2 separate regions of the Oryzias latipes genome follow, and region 1 is linked to region 2. A link is a contact called in public Hi-C data. All regions are on one chromosome and are shown on one strand. The core of a region is the stretch at or near the end of the contact, and the rest is flanking DNA. Distances in the headings are between cores, read along the strand shown. Region 1 overlaps auts2 (autism susceptibility gene 2 protein). Region 2 overlaps auts2 (autism susceptibility gene 2 protein).

Evidence for each region. A called contact is a pair of places that touch in the nucleus more often than the background predicts.
Region 1: a Hi-C map of embryo shows a contact between it and region 2, with 3 times the contacts expected there. The contact joins two enhancer-like sites. A contact is called at or near these places in 2 of 5 Hi-C or Micro-C datasets (both in embryo).

The regions. Positions count from the first base shown.
Region 1 is chr14:22,531,493-22,537,850 of ASM223467v1, reverse strand. auts2 (autism susceptibility gene 2 protein) reads right to left here. Exons shown (of 20, transcript XM_020709076.2): 7 at 5,460-5,508. Among protein-coding and RNA genes, the nearest start is that of cxadr, 85 kb to the left of the region's middle. Within about 2 kb of position 2,575, at least 1 of the 8 cell types and tissues checked has an H3K27ac peak or open chromatin away from gene starts, as enhancers often do. A contact at or near this core is called in embryo, where this site is marked.
Region 2 is chr14:22,340,674-22,347,849 of ASM223467v1, reverse strand. The region is part of intron 4 of auts2 (autism susceptibility gene 2 protein); the gene reads right to left. Among protein-coding and RNA genes, the nearest start is that of auts2, 130 kb to the right of the region's middle. Within about 2 kb of position 2,464, at least 1 of the 8 cell types and tissues checked has an H3K27ac peak or open chromatin away from gene starts, as enhancers often do. A contact at or near this core is called in embryo, where this site is marked.

The sequences.
Region 1 (6,358 bases), core at 1,326-3,825, 190 kb before region 2:
CTCTCCCTGTGCTGAAAAATATGCATTAAGATGGATGGATTTACTTAGTCTCTAACCTCGGGGACTGGCCAGACAAACTCTCAATGACCTCTTTGTGTTACAGGAAAGAGAGGGCCGTCTGGAAGCTCTGCAGAGAGACTTTCAGCATCAAGTGGCCTGTTGACTGCTGCTTCTCTCACTGACAATATGGAAAATGGCGTATACTTATATAGCGCTTTTCTACCTTCCTTGAAGGCGCTTTACAGTCACAAACCCATTTACACATGCACACACATTCACACACTGATGTGTGTGCTGAACATTGGCGCCAACCAGGAACAATGTGGGGTTCAGTGTCTTAACCAAGAAAACGAATATGCAATCTTCCAATGAGAGGTCGACCGCCCAACCGCTGCACCACGGACGCCCCAATACAGTAGTTAGTCGCAAAAAATGACAGGAATTTCCTTAAGGATCCATAAGGATTTTAAACACTTTAAATCAGTTCAGGAAAGTAAAAGAAAAGTTGCTAAACAAAAAATTCACAATGAACACGTATTGTTCATACAAAGAATTAGCACCAAGATGAGGAGAACTGGTCTGAAGGGACTTTTGAGGCATTTCCAGAGGACTGAAGGTCTGATACAGCGTTATTCTGTCCTGCAAAGACCACATTGTTTTCAAATTCTTCCTTCTCACTGCACCTTTTAGTTCAAAAATTGACCCTGTCACAAACTCAGAAACTTACCAAATTTGAACACACCTTGTACCCGCTAAGAGTCCATTTTAGGCATAGTAAACAGCCACCCGTCAAAAAGAATAAATGGGGCCAAAAACTCTTGTGTTATTAAGTTGACATTTCTGAAACAAAACACACATGTTGGGGATGACCATAGAAAGTTTTGAAATTATTATGGGATGGCCACAGGACGGCTTCGCTGCCATTTTATGGCAAAGTGTGAAATTTGCACATTTTTGCACCAATTTGGGAAAAGGAAAATTTTGCTCGAGCAATCTTTACAAAATTACACCACTTAGTTAAGTCTACAAACACAACTAAAACTTCGTTAACCCTTGACTTCAGGGAGAGGCCGCCATCTTGAATTTTACAGGGGGGAAAAAAATCATCTTTGGTACCAGCTACAAATTTAAACTCCTCCTAGCAATTTTGACCTATTGCCTCCTAACTCCTGAAGCATTATTGGGAAGCTACTTTGGAAAAAAATGTTGGTTTTGAAGTTAGTAGATTTTTAACTGCGTTAGTGAGATGCGCTCGCAAAAGTGGCATTCCCCTGTTCCTTGATCATTTTTACTAGAATGTTGTAAAAAATAAAATACATAAATCCCTGGCTCAAGCTGAACAAAACAATATGACCTACAATATGGACATATTAGGAATATAGGCGTGTTTAACAAAAAAAACTCAGTTGCCAAGGAAATCCAAAGAAAGTGCTTTCGTTGATTCCTTTAAAAATTACACGGAGCTGTTCATTACCTCCAGGTAAATGAAACCCATACTGGTTGCTATGGAGATAAAAACAACAGAAAAGCTGCCACTTTGAAAAAAACGTTTGTTTCCTTTGATGAATTTGTCATGTACATCTCTGACCATGGAGGCAAATGCTGAAGGGGAGAGAGAGGGGCAGCCGATTAACCAGTAAAGGCGGGTCAAAAGGGGGCAACTAGTGCGGGGCCGGGTAGCACCCGTGGGCCATACAAGGCCACTCACGGCTATAGCTAGCAATTGTTCTTTGAGGAAGATTTAATAAAATGGAATTCAAGTCAAGCAATCAGATTGGAAAAAATGCTCCAACGCGGCTGATATCCAGCCTCAAGAACTGCAGTTGGAGCCACTATTCATAATGGTTTGAATGTTATTTCCACATTCCATGAGGGTCCACTGCTTTCAATATGACTGCAATAAATCAGAATTTGTTCAACCTTTGTCTGTCAGTACATGAGGTATACTGGAGCCTCTCATGCTAAACTAGTAGTCTGTGGTCTCAGCTCTGGGCTGCAGGAATGAATGATGGGAGCATGAGGTTTATGGAACGTCTTCATAGCAGAGGAGAGTGCACCAAATGCAGCAGAGCACAGCAAAACTGCTGGATTCATGTCCTATTTCTCGAAACACCTGTGGCCCTTAAATATCAAAGGAGTCGTTTTTGCCTGGAATCAAGTCAGAGCCAAAACGAGGTCCAGCTTCTCTGCCTGGGCCTCTCAGTAACCCTGGAGCCCGTGTTCTGGAGGCAGAGACCACCTCCACTTCAACTGCTTCTCATAAAGCAGAAAACGCTGGTAGCAGGCGGGTCACCCTTCCACTGTGCATCAGGTCAAGTTCCACCGGCAGCCCTGATTTTTTGACACACGAACCCACACAGACAGCTGAGGTCAGCAGGAGGGCAAAGCACGAGGCCCGGGGGCAGAAAACCAACACTGGAGCTGTGAGAGACCAGCCTCCTCTTTCCAGTCCACTGAATAAGTTAGGAAGCTGCCACGGCGATTTGTGGCGTGATTGCTGCTCTCTATATCACTTGAGATTACAGCAGGTGGCGGCCCACGGCCTGGAAGCACACATGGCTCTAACACCCGTCCTCCTCCCAGGAAACAGAGAGAATGAGGCAGAGAGCGAAAACAAGCGCTCTGCTCCCTCCCACACAGCAGTAATATGCTCACAGGCAATTTTGCTGCCAGCAGAGCTCTTTACGACAATCCAGGGAGCTCTTCTGCTCTGATATCTGCCACTAAAGCTCACCTTTGTGTCTCTCTTTCCACTATTTTTTTAAACAATGCCATCAGCGCTGCAAATTACACCTTCCACACAGCACATTATTCTCTCCCCCAGTGACAGACGTACTCCAGCCTGACACACTTCACTGGTGGCACTTTTCACGCCGCCGCCGTCAGCCCTGGGTCTCGCCGCAGCAGCGCTTCATTTTCACATTAACTCCGGGAAACCGTGGAGGAATCCGTCCTGAGAATCTGTGCACTTCACTTCCCCCCCACACTGAACTCCTGCTGCAGACGCAGCTGCAGGAGGCGTCTCAGGAGGGAATTGATTCTCCAATCTATCCACCAGATGAATTCTCCAGAAAAAAACCTCAAGGACTCCTCCGCTGCAGCGCGGGCTGAAAACCCCCACCATGAAGTCATATCTGGCTGAATGCTGCATAATGGGTTTCAGACAGAGACATGAACCTTACTTCATTAAAGCTGCAGCATTATTAATTGTGTAAAAAAAACGAGCGCTTTTTATTTTCCAAAGATCATTCATTCTAGTTTCACCCAGTCTGCAATCTGCTGCTGATAAATGGAACAGCAAAATGGTTTAAATGTCATCAAGTATTATCTTAATCTTCCTGCCAGGCTACAATCAGCAAACAACGCGGAGCCGGCTTTGCTGGCGCACTTCATTAAACGCCTCGGCCGAGCCCCACTGACAGAAACCGTGAAGGATGAGAACGTAACCAGGTGACATCCACGCCTCTGGACACAGCCGCTTTAATCATGTGATGGATCTGTCCGCGGGGCTCTGAGGTGACTTGAGGTGCCGGTTTGTCATCATCACTTTCTGCACTTGAGCCTGCTCCCTGAACTGCAGTCACAGCGCTAATAAGGCTTGGAAGCAGCTTCAGAGAAGCAGCCAGCAGATAGCTTCTGTCTGGCAGACAAAAAGAAAACAGGTCAGTGAGCTGACACCTGCAGCTTCCCTGACAACCAGAGTAATTAGTGTTAACATTTAACGACTCTTAGCTAATGAAATCTATTCCCGGACAGAGTGAGAGGGAAAGGGGGAGAGAAACCGAGAGGCAAAGACTTATGGGAACTTAAATCCGAACAAAGAGGGAAAAACACACCAGCAGGGGAAAATAATTAATAAAAGGTGTTGCTTTAAAACAAAAAAGGTCCCTAATATTGAACAACCACAGAAACACTAAAGCATCAGAAAATCTCAACTGTGCCTTTATTCCAACCAGATCCGTTTTTTTTTCCATACGTTTTGATTTCACTCATGAGAAATGAAAATGTAATCAATAATACATCAAAAACAAGACTTTTGGGTCTGATTTGGACGAAGAGGATTGTCTCCTCTGACATGTGGGCTGGACCATTAACATGGAGCTAACCCGTCCCCACTCCCCATCATCCATCTGTTTACGTGCTCTTCCCCCAGCTCACAGCCTCTCACACCCCAGGCGCGTACAGTTTAGATCCAGATTCCAGTTCAGACGAGGAAAACATGGATCTTCGTCTGGAAGTGGATGCATCGGAACGGAGCGGAGCAGGGAGCTTGTGGTCCGCCCAGTGCATTCTCTGCACCACAAACACAATCCTTTTCAAACTGCATTTTTTTCATCTGCATCCAGATACAAAATTATTTAAAAAAAGAAATAGTCATTTGCACACACACTAACACACCTGGTATAGCTTTAACTAGACAAGGACTCGGTCACATCTATTTAGCAGATTTTGCCGTCCTGAAGTTAAAAACATAAATACAAAGCCGCCAAGCCTTTCTGAATCTCAGTCTTCATCAAAACAGCAGAGGACTTTGCTCTCGGAGCACCTGGATTCTTTTACTGTGACATGCATTAGCATATGGCAGTAGAGGCTGGGGGGCGGAAGGTGGTAAAAGAAAAGAGAGTGTATTTAAATTGAAATAGGGGCCAAGAGACCGGTCTGCTGCTGCAGAGAGAAAGCATATTTTGTGCGCCGCTTCCCAAGTCGGGTCCTTTCATTGGAGGAAGATAGGGCGGCTCTGTGTTGGTTTAGGCTGCACAAAGGAGGCCTTGATCCTTTCAAGGGATCCAAATCAGTCGAAAGAGAAGCACGTTCAAAAGGAAACCTCTCTGTCAAGCATGGCTATTGAGCTCTCCACGGCGCACACCACAAATCAGGCCCTGGAGGAAATCAAAGCCCACAATGTGGGAAATGTAGATGGAGGTCTGAGCAGGGGAAAGTGCACGGACACGAGGAACCCCGGTGGGGGTGGGGGGGGGGTGGGAGTTACAAGAGGCTATCATCAGCAATCTGCCTGGTTTCAAACAAAGCCCTTAAGGGGTCACAGCCCTGGACTCCGAGTCTCACTCTTGCTTTGCACGGTAACTCCCCCCATTACGGAGGAATGTCCATTCACGCGGGGCACCTCCATTATCCCTGAGTCGAAGAAAATAGAGCTGCTTTTAACAGCAAATTAGTGACTCGATAATGGGGTCACATGTGGTGTTGGCAAACTGAGGCCATAAACAGATGCCTCTGCCGCCCTTCTTCATTCCCTGCAGCGTCACGTCAGCCTCCTCTTCCTGCTCCGCCACAAAACCAGCAGGGATTTTTACTTTACAGCAGAGTGGAGCTTCAGTTTGAAGGCACAATCTCAGTGATGGAGCACAGACTCTTCACTTTTGGAAGACAGAACGCACTTAACATCCTCAGGATGATGATGAAGAGGCAAAAGCATAGAAGAAAACATAGATCCGTACCTTTAACTGCAGCTGTGCTGAAAAATTTCTCTGAACTGGCATCGGAAACCTGGAAGAGAGGAGAATGGAGTGAATACAACAATGCGGAAAAAGTATTCTAAAAAACCCAACATTTTTTCCCCCCGAAAAACTTTAAGTGCAGCTTTTGCTGACAGAATTTTGGGTGTTTATGGTTCATGTGTTAGTCACGTGTGTCACTAAACTCTTCTCATTCCAGCTTTACATGTAGAGGTTGGATAAATTCTGCATCATCTCTGTGCAGCGCTGCTTTTGCAACATTCAACATTAGCCCGAGACAAAAAAAAAAGAGGATGCTTGTATTACGGCCGCTTGGTGGCGCTGTTGCACCGTGACAGAGCTGCTCTTTGCGCCGCACAGACATTTCCAGTGCCTGCAAACACAATCAATGTGCACACACAAAAATAAAATAAAACAAGTGAACTGAAAAGCAAAAATCACGGATGTTTTGTATTGAATCCATGACATTGAGGTCTTGACGGTCCCAAAACAGACCTGATGTGACAGAGAAAGAAACGGGTCCATTCTCGTTTAGGTTGCAGAAGAGTCAAATTTTCTTTAAATACATTTTTAAACTGGATAGAATTTTGCCCAGAATCAAAGCTTAGCGGTGCGCTCTTCGACGCCAAGGTTCATTCAAGTTCATGGCTATAATAATACCATCAGAATGGCTAAAACATGGCAAAGGCTCATCCAGTGACAGCTGTGCGCTCTCGTGTTGTGCGCCTGCTGAGGTGTGAGGGGAGCTGACACTGGCACCCACACAGTTATGAAATGAACATTTTTCCTGAACTTTAAAATCCCGTGTTTTCATTTGCAGCATGCATGGACTCTGCGCAAAAACACCTGCAATATGAATGACAAACCCCAAAATGCGTAAA
Region 2 (7,176 bases), core at 1,215-3,714:
GACTGGTGGGGGGGCGGCTGGTTCTCTCCCTCTTTTTACATTCCATCATCCACCCCAGAAGAACATAAACACTCACACAAGCACAGGTGCTATCTCACCTTTGCACAAACAGTTTGCGTGACTGAATGAATTGTTTCACGTGTGTTAGTCTGAATGCATAAGTATGCGTGTGTGTACGTTAGTGGTAGTATGTCTATGTAGACTTGTTTGTGTGTGAACACTTTTGGAGCCAACAGGTGTGTTTGTAACGTTTGAGTGTGTGGACAGGCCCCGCACATTTTTGATTTTTTATGATCTTACCCTTGCTATTATAATCACCCCTCTACCCCCCCCCCCCCCCCCGTTATCTGTCATCCCTTTCTCTTCTTTCCTCCTTTTGTTTTCCATCCGGTCCGACAAAAAAATATTTACAAAGATAATTAAAATGAATAAAGTTTAGCTGAAATTACAAAAGGGGTTTATTTAAATATACATCTGGTGTATCATAAGATTCATAACCCCTGTTGTAAAAGTAAAATATGTCCAACACAAAAGGCTTTCAGCTCTCCTCTGTTTGCTTAGCTGTTGGACAGGACAAGTTAAAAAAATAAAAAATAAAAACAAACAAAAAGTGGTAGGGGTGTGGCCTTCCAACAAGCTCACACCTGATTGGTGAGAGTGGTTGCCATAGAAACTGTGACTCAGACTAAATCCGACCCATCACTGCTTACTGACATTGTCTGGCTCCAACATGGCAGCTTCTGTATCCTGAAAAAATAGCAACCGAAGTGTTTTCACTTGGTTGGAGCTAGAAATAAACCATTTTCTATGGGTGACATTCCATTCACTCGGTCCAGTTCTCATATACAGTCAATGGGTAAAGACTGACCTTAAAAAGAAGCAAAAGCTCTTTTTTCTGCAGGAAAATTAGCAACCTGTTGCCAAAACCCTGCAGCATCCAGCAGGACCATTGCTTGTAGAAGCACTGGAGGGGTCACTCGTGTATGAGGTACATTACAACACACGGGGGAGTCGTTACATGTCAGCCCAGTTCCACATCACTCGGCTTAAGGAGAAACATTTAGGTGCTTTAATGCTCTTATCTCTGTGGAGAATTACAGTCAGATTAAAATAACATGAAAAGTCTTTTTCCTTTTTTTTTTTAACAAAGCCTGTTTACAGCAGCAGAGTGATCTTGGCAGTGGAAAATAATTTCGCCATGACCCCCTTTGTAAGACACGGCCTTACTTTGTTTGTGTTTTAGTCTGGGTTTCCTCTAGCGAGTAATGGACTTCCTTCAGCTCATAAATCATATTGTAGACTTCTTTTGATTTTGTTCTCCTCCCCACTCCCCCTGGTTTCCTCTCGTCGGCGTGCTTTGGTTGGCATACCACATCTTTGTTCATGCAAATCTGTTTTCTGCAACAAAAAAGCAGCTGAACAATGCTGTCCTTCATTCGGCTGCGCTTGGAGAGGCACTTTTACAGCAGCTAAGGGCCACAAATGTCAACCACAGGAAGGCTATTATGAGAGTACTTCCTGACTGTTATCAATCCACTCCGTGGGCCCAGGGAATGGTTAAAAGCCACCATGAAATAGGGCACAGTTACAGTTTTCTCCTGGGTCACAGTCGGGGTTGCTAACCTTGCTATTAAAGGACCCGACGAGCTTTGTCAATGCAATCTGCTGAATGCCTTGAGTGACACAAGATCGATATTCTCCACTCTCCTGGGTCATCCCCAGTGACAGAAGCCCAAGTAATAATACAGCCCTCGCTGCCTCTCTAACTTAAATGCTTCCACCGCCACAATATCTTTTTTTGTCTTGCGGCGTGAGAGCAAAATTTTCTACACTGATCAAAAGGGGAGGATGTGAAAGTGCGGGGGGGGGGGGGGGGGGGCATGCTAGGCTGTGATGTGATGAGGCATTGCTGTGTGGCTCTGGTGAGGGTAGTGAGTGTGGGAGGCTGGAGGGAGGGAGGGGGGGGGGCTCTGATAAATCGAAAATGACTGGCTGCCGAGTTGTAATCTGCCAGCGTCGAGCCCCCTGTAGCAACAAGCCAAATGAAAAAGCATGCTGACAGGCCGGAGAGATGGAGGGCCTGCGGTAGATTGCGGTGGCGCAAAAGGGGAGAAGGAGGGGGGGGGGGGGACAGGCAGGAAACCGAGGAATTACAGGCAGACGTTTGTTCCACTGCATATGATGTCAAGGAGCTGATGTGTGGGCAAAGTGCATCGCAAGCTAAAAACATAAGAGCCCATTATAATTTCAAATAAGCTCAAAGGTAAACACACCACCCATCATGAGCTGTCAATTAGCTCTGCACTGAAAATGGGTTTTTAAGCCTTCTGATGACCGAGCCAGTGGAGACGCGTCATTTTTCTTGCATTACCTTTGCAGTCGGACAGAAGTGTACACGGCCACGCGCGCCCACAGCTGCCTGCTGTGGTGTCCTTCACCAGCAGGTGAATCCAGCTCTGACAGCTAAACCCAACACAAGAGCTCCACCTACTGCACGTGCCTCCTCTGTGCCCTGTCTGCCGCTGCAGCTCGGGGTACGCACCTCATTTCTGCCCGTTCCATTAAAGTCCAGAGCAACCTTTTTCACAAGGCATTATCGTCAGACTGAAGAAAAGCCAAGCCAGACAGGCGTAATAACGCTGCAGCAGTTTGGCCTCGTCTCTCCGCCTGCTACACCATCAACGGCAATGAGAGCTAAAAGCTAAGCCTCCCCCTCGCCTCTCAGGCATTACATGTTTAAGCTTCATGCTTTCTAAGCAGAGGCTTGCAGAAGCAGAGAAAGCAGACCTGCTGGCCTGAATACACAACAGCACTCCTCTGCAGAAACGCAAGGTCAATGCAGCTGCAGCGATGAGCCCAGACAAGAGGACCCGCAACATAATTGAGAACTCAATAAAGCTCTTGTGGGAAGTAATGTAAGATGCTGTGAACAAATCCCACCTACCCCAACCACAGAAGGCCCAGGGCAAACAATCTGTCTGCACAGCCATTCTTCTCCAGCAAAGAGTTTACTCATCTACATCAGATGAGCCGCATATATTTAGAAATCACTGGTGTCCCAGCGTGGGGCCTGATGAATTCACAAACAGCAGGAAAAGCCTTGGCGGAATTAGCTGCAGCTTCTTGTCTGGTTTTTTCCCCCCCTCCGCCTCACCACAGGCAGACATGCCCAGCAAGGCAGCATGGGCCTCCACTCAGTTTGAGCTGCATCTCCGCCTAACCTTCATTTTCATGGCTAACAGTCAGACCATCACGTAGAAAAGCCATCTCCCTCGCAGTATGGCTGCTGTGTCAGGCCAGCGTCGATTGGCTCTGCAAACCTCAAAAACCTTCGCTCCTGCTGGGCTTTTCAGGAAATCCTAGCTGATACGGAGCTGTTTGTCTCCCTTTTGTGCTTCCTGCTGCGTCATGCTGCGTCAAAAAGGAATTAAAAAACATCAAGAATAAAGACTTTTTTTTTTCTCCCCCTAAGGAAACACTGGAAATTATTTTTATAACCCTCAGTGTGAAAAAGGGGGTGAATGGCACACCAAAAAATTAAATCAAACTATCTAAAAGGCTGGCTCGGCAGGAGTGGGAGTCTGCCCCAGGCTTTGTGAATTTCTCTGAAAACCCAGTTCTCAGTCGGAGGTTCGTGACAGAAAACGTGAAGCATTTACTGGAACAAGACTCCTGTAATCACTTCAATCAGAGCAGCTCGGTATGACTGTTTCACTGGCTTCCTACTGCCGAAGCTTTAGCTTTCCTCTCCCTTGAATGGGGCTCGCTGTAAATGCACAAACAGGGAGGAAAGCCTCATTTCTGAGGAAGGCTGCCAGTGTCTGCAGCTCCTTTCAGAGCTGCAGTTAATGTAGGAAGGACAATAAAAGAAAAACACTGCAAACTATTTGATACACGTAAAGAGTCCAAACCTTTTTTTTGACATTTAAGATATCTTAGCAGGTTAGAGGTTGTTTAAAGGTATCTCTGCTCCACACCTTTCCTACTTTTTCTCTAAATTAGCAATCAAGACTTCTTGTTTTTAACATGTTTTGACATTTTTCTGGTGATAGAGGACTTATAGAAAGAAGAATTTAGCCCAAAATTGCATTTTTGTAATATTTCCTTATTCAAATTGTTGTGAATCGGGAGCAGATGGAAAAAATGCTGTTGGAAAAAGCTCATAGAAAATACGCTGTGTGGTCCACAGGCTTCCTGCTCCACTCCATTCTGATGCATCCACTTACAGAATAATAGATCCATGAACGTCTTTGTTTTCCTCGTCTGAGCTGGAATCTGAATCTAAACTGTACGGATGGATAGCTCTGATATTGCTCACCAGTTTTTGTTGCAACTGTAATGTCAGGTTGGGTGTGTGAGCGGCTGGAAGCTAGCGAGGGAGCATGTTAACAGATAGATGATGGGAAGTAGGGGCGGGCTTGCTATGCACCAAGAGTAATGGCCACAATTCAGGGATGAATTTGTAATGAACTCCTGCCGCTCCGCAGAAACTATGTCTTAGAAAACAACACCGTTTTTTTTTTATTTTTAGCTGAGCTAAAAATTATATAACCATAATTAAAACCACTGGGAAGACTTTTACATTAGACTAAATGATGATCAGAGTGGAACTCACAAGTTAGACTGGAACTCAGTGTGTGGATTTTTTAAAGATGCATCAAGATCTCTTTTTCATTTTGATCACATTTTGCTCTAAAATGAGTCATTTCTCCTTAATACACTAGTCTTTGGCACTGTTATTTAAATGAACTACAATAAGTGCAACAAAACTAAATAAACGAAAACTTACTTATTTTTGGGCTGTTTGACATTCAATTTAATGTAATTCTAACAGTTATTTCTTCAGCGTATTTTTCTTTTTTGAATGCTCGTGTGAAACTTCTTGTTTCTAGATTTTCTATCTGATTTCTTGTTCAGTAAAAATGATTTCCTGCGGGGACAGATCACTTTGCTACTATCTAATGATTTCCTTCTTAAGATTAGTGTCCTTTTCCTGTTTTTAAGCTACTTTTGTTTGCAGAAAAAGGGATCGTCCGTGTACCAGGTTTTATAAAATTTGAAAGTTGCTGCTGTTGGAGTGTTTCACTAATAAGATTCCAGTTTTTATGGGTCCACTGATGATCCGTTCCACTTGGTAGTAAGCTGGCCTGCCTCAGTGATAACAGTATTGTAGGCGTGATCCACATTTCTTGAGATAAACGTACCAAACTCAGAGAAGGACCGGAAGCAAAACCTAATGAAATCTGGGAGGCTGAGAACACCAGAAAGTTCTCTTCCCATCAACAGGAGTGATGTGTTTCTTCTGATCAAACAAAAGATGCGTCTTTAGGGCATTTTTCTGTGTTCACTCTTTTCTCTTCAATTATGCAACACTTTATTTCAGAGCAATGTTGGTTTGAAACTACAGAAACAAAACATCAAATTTGAGGCAACAATAGGATTAAACAAAAAAAAAGTCTGCCAGGAGCAGATGTAACATTCAAATAGCAAAGCATGAAGGTACGTGTAACATAAACGATAGAAAAGCTTTGAAAATGCAAATGAATGCACAGCAAAATTTCGTTACTTAAGAAGTAAAGAGGAGCAGAAAACACTGGAGGTTCTGGGAAAGAAATTAGCTTCCTCCCAGTCTCACAAGAGAGCACAACATGAGCCAAAGAACAAGGTTAAAGCAGGTATTGGCTGCTTGGTGAAAATGCTCTTCAAAGAGTGCCGTTTCCTCCACCACTGTGTTTCTCGGTTGTTTCCTCACCAGACGTCATTTACGAGCTGCAGCTCATGAAGGGACGCAGAGTTTTAGTACGATGAAATCAATGGAGCGCGGTCTCCTCACAGCTAATGTTAAAACTCCCCTGAGCTTTCTTTAAACACACGCGTAAATAATTCAGCAGAGCCTGAATGTGGGAGAGCACGCCGCCTCCTCAGGTGTCCAAACCCCACAGGAAAGAACAATGGCAGGCTCCAGACTGAGCTGCTTCATTTATGCTTGATAACATTGCCAGACATTAGTATCTCTGGCTCCAACCATTGCCTTCATTACAGTGCACCCTGTCAGCCCCCCTGTTGACCTGTGGGTGGTGCTACATGACAAGACATCAGAGGGAGGCAAAGTGGAAGGAGGCTGACACCACATATGATGGCAGAGGAGCATCTCCTCCTTTTGCCTTCTCTTTTTAGAGGTCAGCAAAAGGAGTGTATGCAGGTTATCTGTAAAAAAAAATGTATTCCCCAATGAATGATTGAATAAACTGCTAAAGAGCCACCATCATCACTTTTATTCTAACATAAAACAGGCAGGATGCTAAAGTTTTCACCACTCTTCTATACGGTTTCTAAGCAGAAGTTCCTCTTATACAAAACAAACAATCAATCCTCTTATCCTTCTTCTTACCTGAACTCTGAGGATTACAAACATCTGTTATAGAAGAAGAGACGTTCCCTTACATTTCAACCGTTTCAGACGTCAATCATCAATATTAAAAGCAGAGGAAACACAAGAAGCCCATTATTCTTCTGTCTGAATAAAAGTGGATTTTTTTTGGGGGGGAAAGAGATGGAACAACAAATGAAAACTGAATTAGTTTATCTGATTAAGCACAAGCTGGTGCACATGCTACTTTAGGCTAAAGCTAAACACCTGCTCTCTTCTTCTCCAAAACCTTTGCAGTCCAGGGCCTTTGAGAGATGTTTTTTTGTTCTTTACAATTTGCTATGTTACTCATCTTTAATCATTTTTTGAGGCAATGCTTAATATCCCTTTTTTTGGTTATGTTTGTATTAAAACAAATATTTCAAAATCTCAACGTTACAATTAGACTGAAAATCATACTAATGAGGGGGGCAGTGATATTTTTACGTCATATGTGATTGGGAAACAGACGAGTGAGACTACTGAGGGTTAAGATAAAAACAATTTACAGCTGATTTGAACAAATCTGGCTAACAGTCACTTACATCTCACAAATGTAGTCTGCATGAAAAATACCCGCTTGCAGTAAAAGTCTACAATCTGGAGAATAATTTTTTTTAATCTTTCAGATTAATCAGATTATTCCAGATTAGCATCATGTCCTTCCATGAAAGAAACTTCAAAATTGCTCAATCTAAAGCAGCTACACCAGTGACAATCGGTGAAAGTCTGTAATGATAAAACATAGTTTTTATTAACCATTGTGC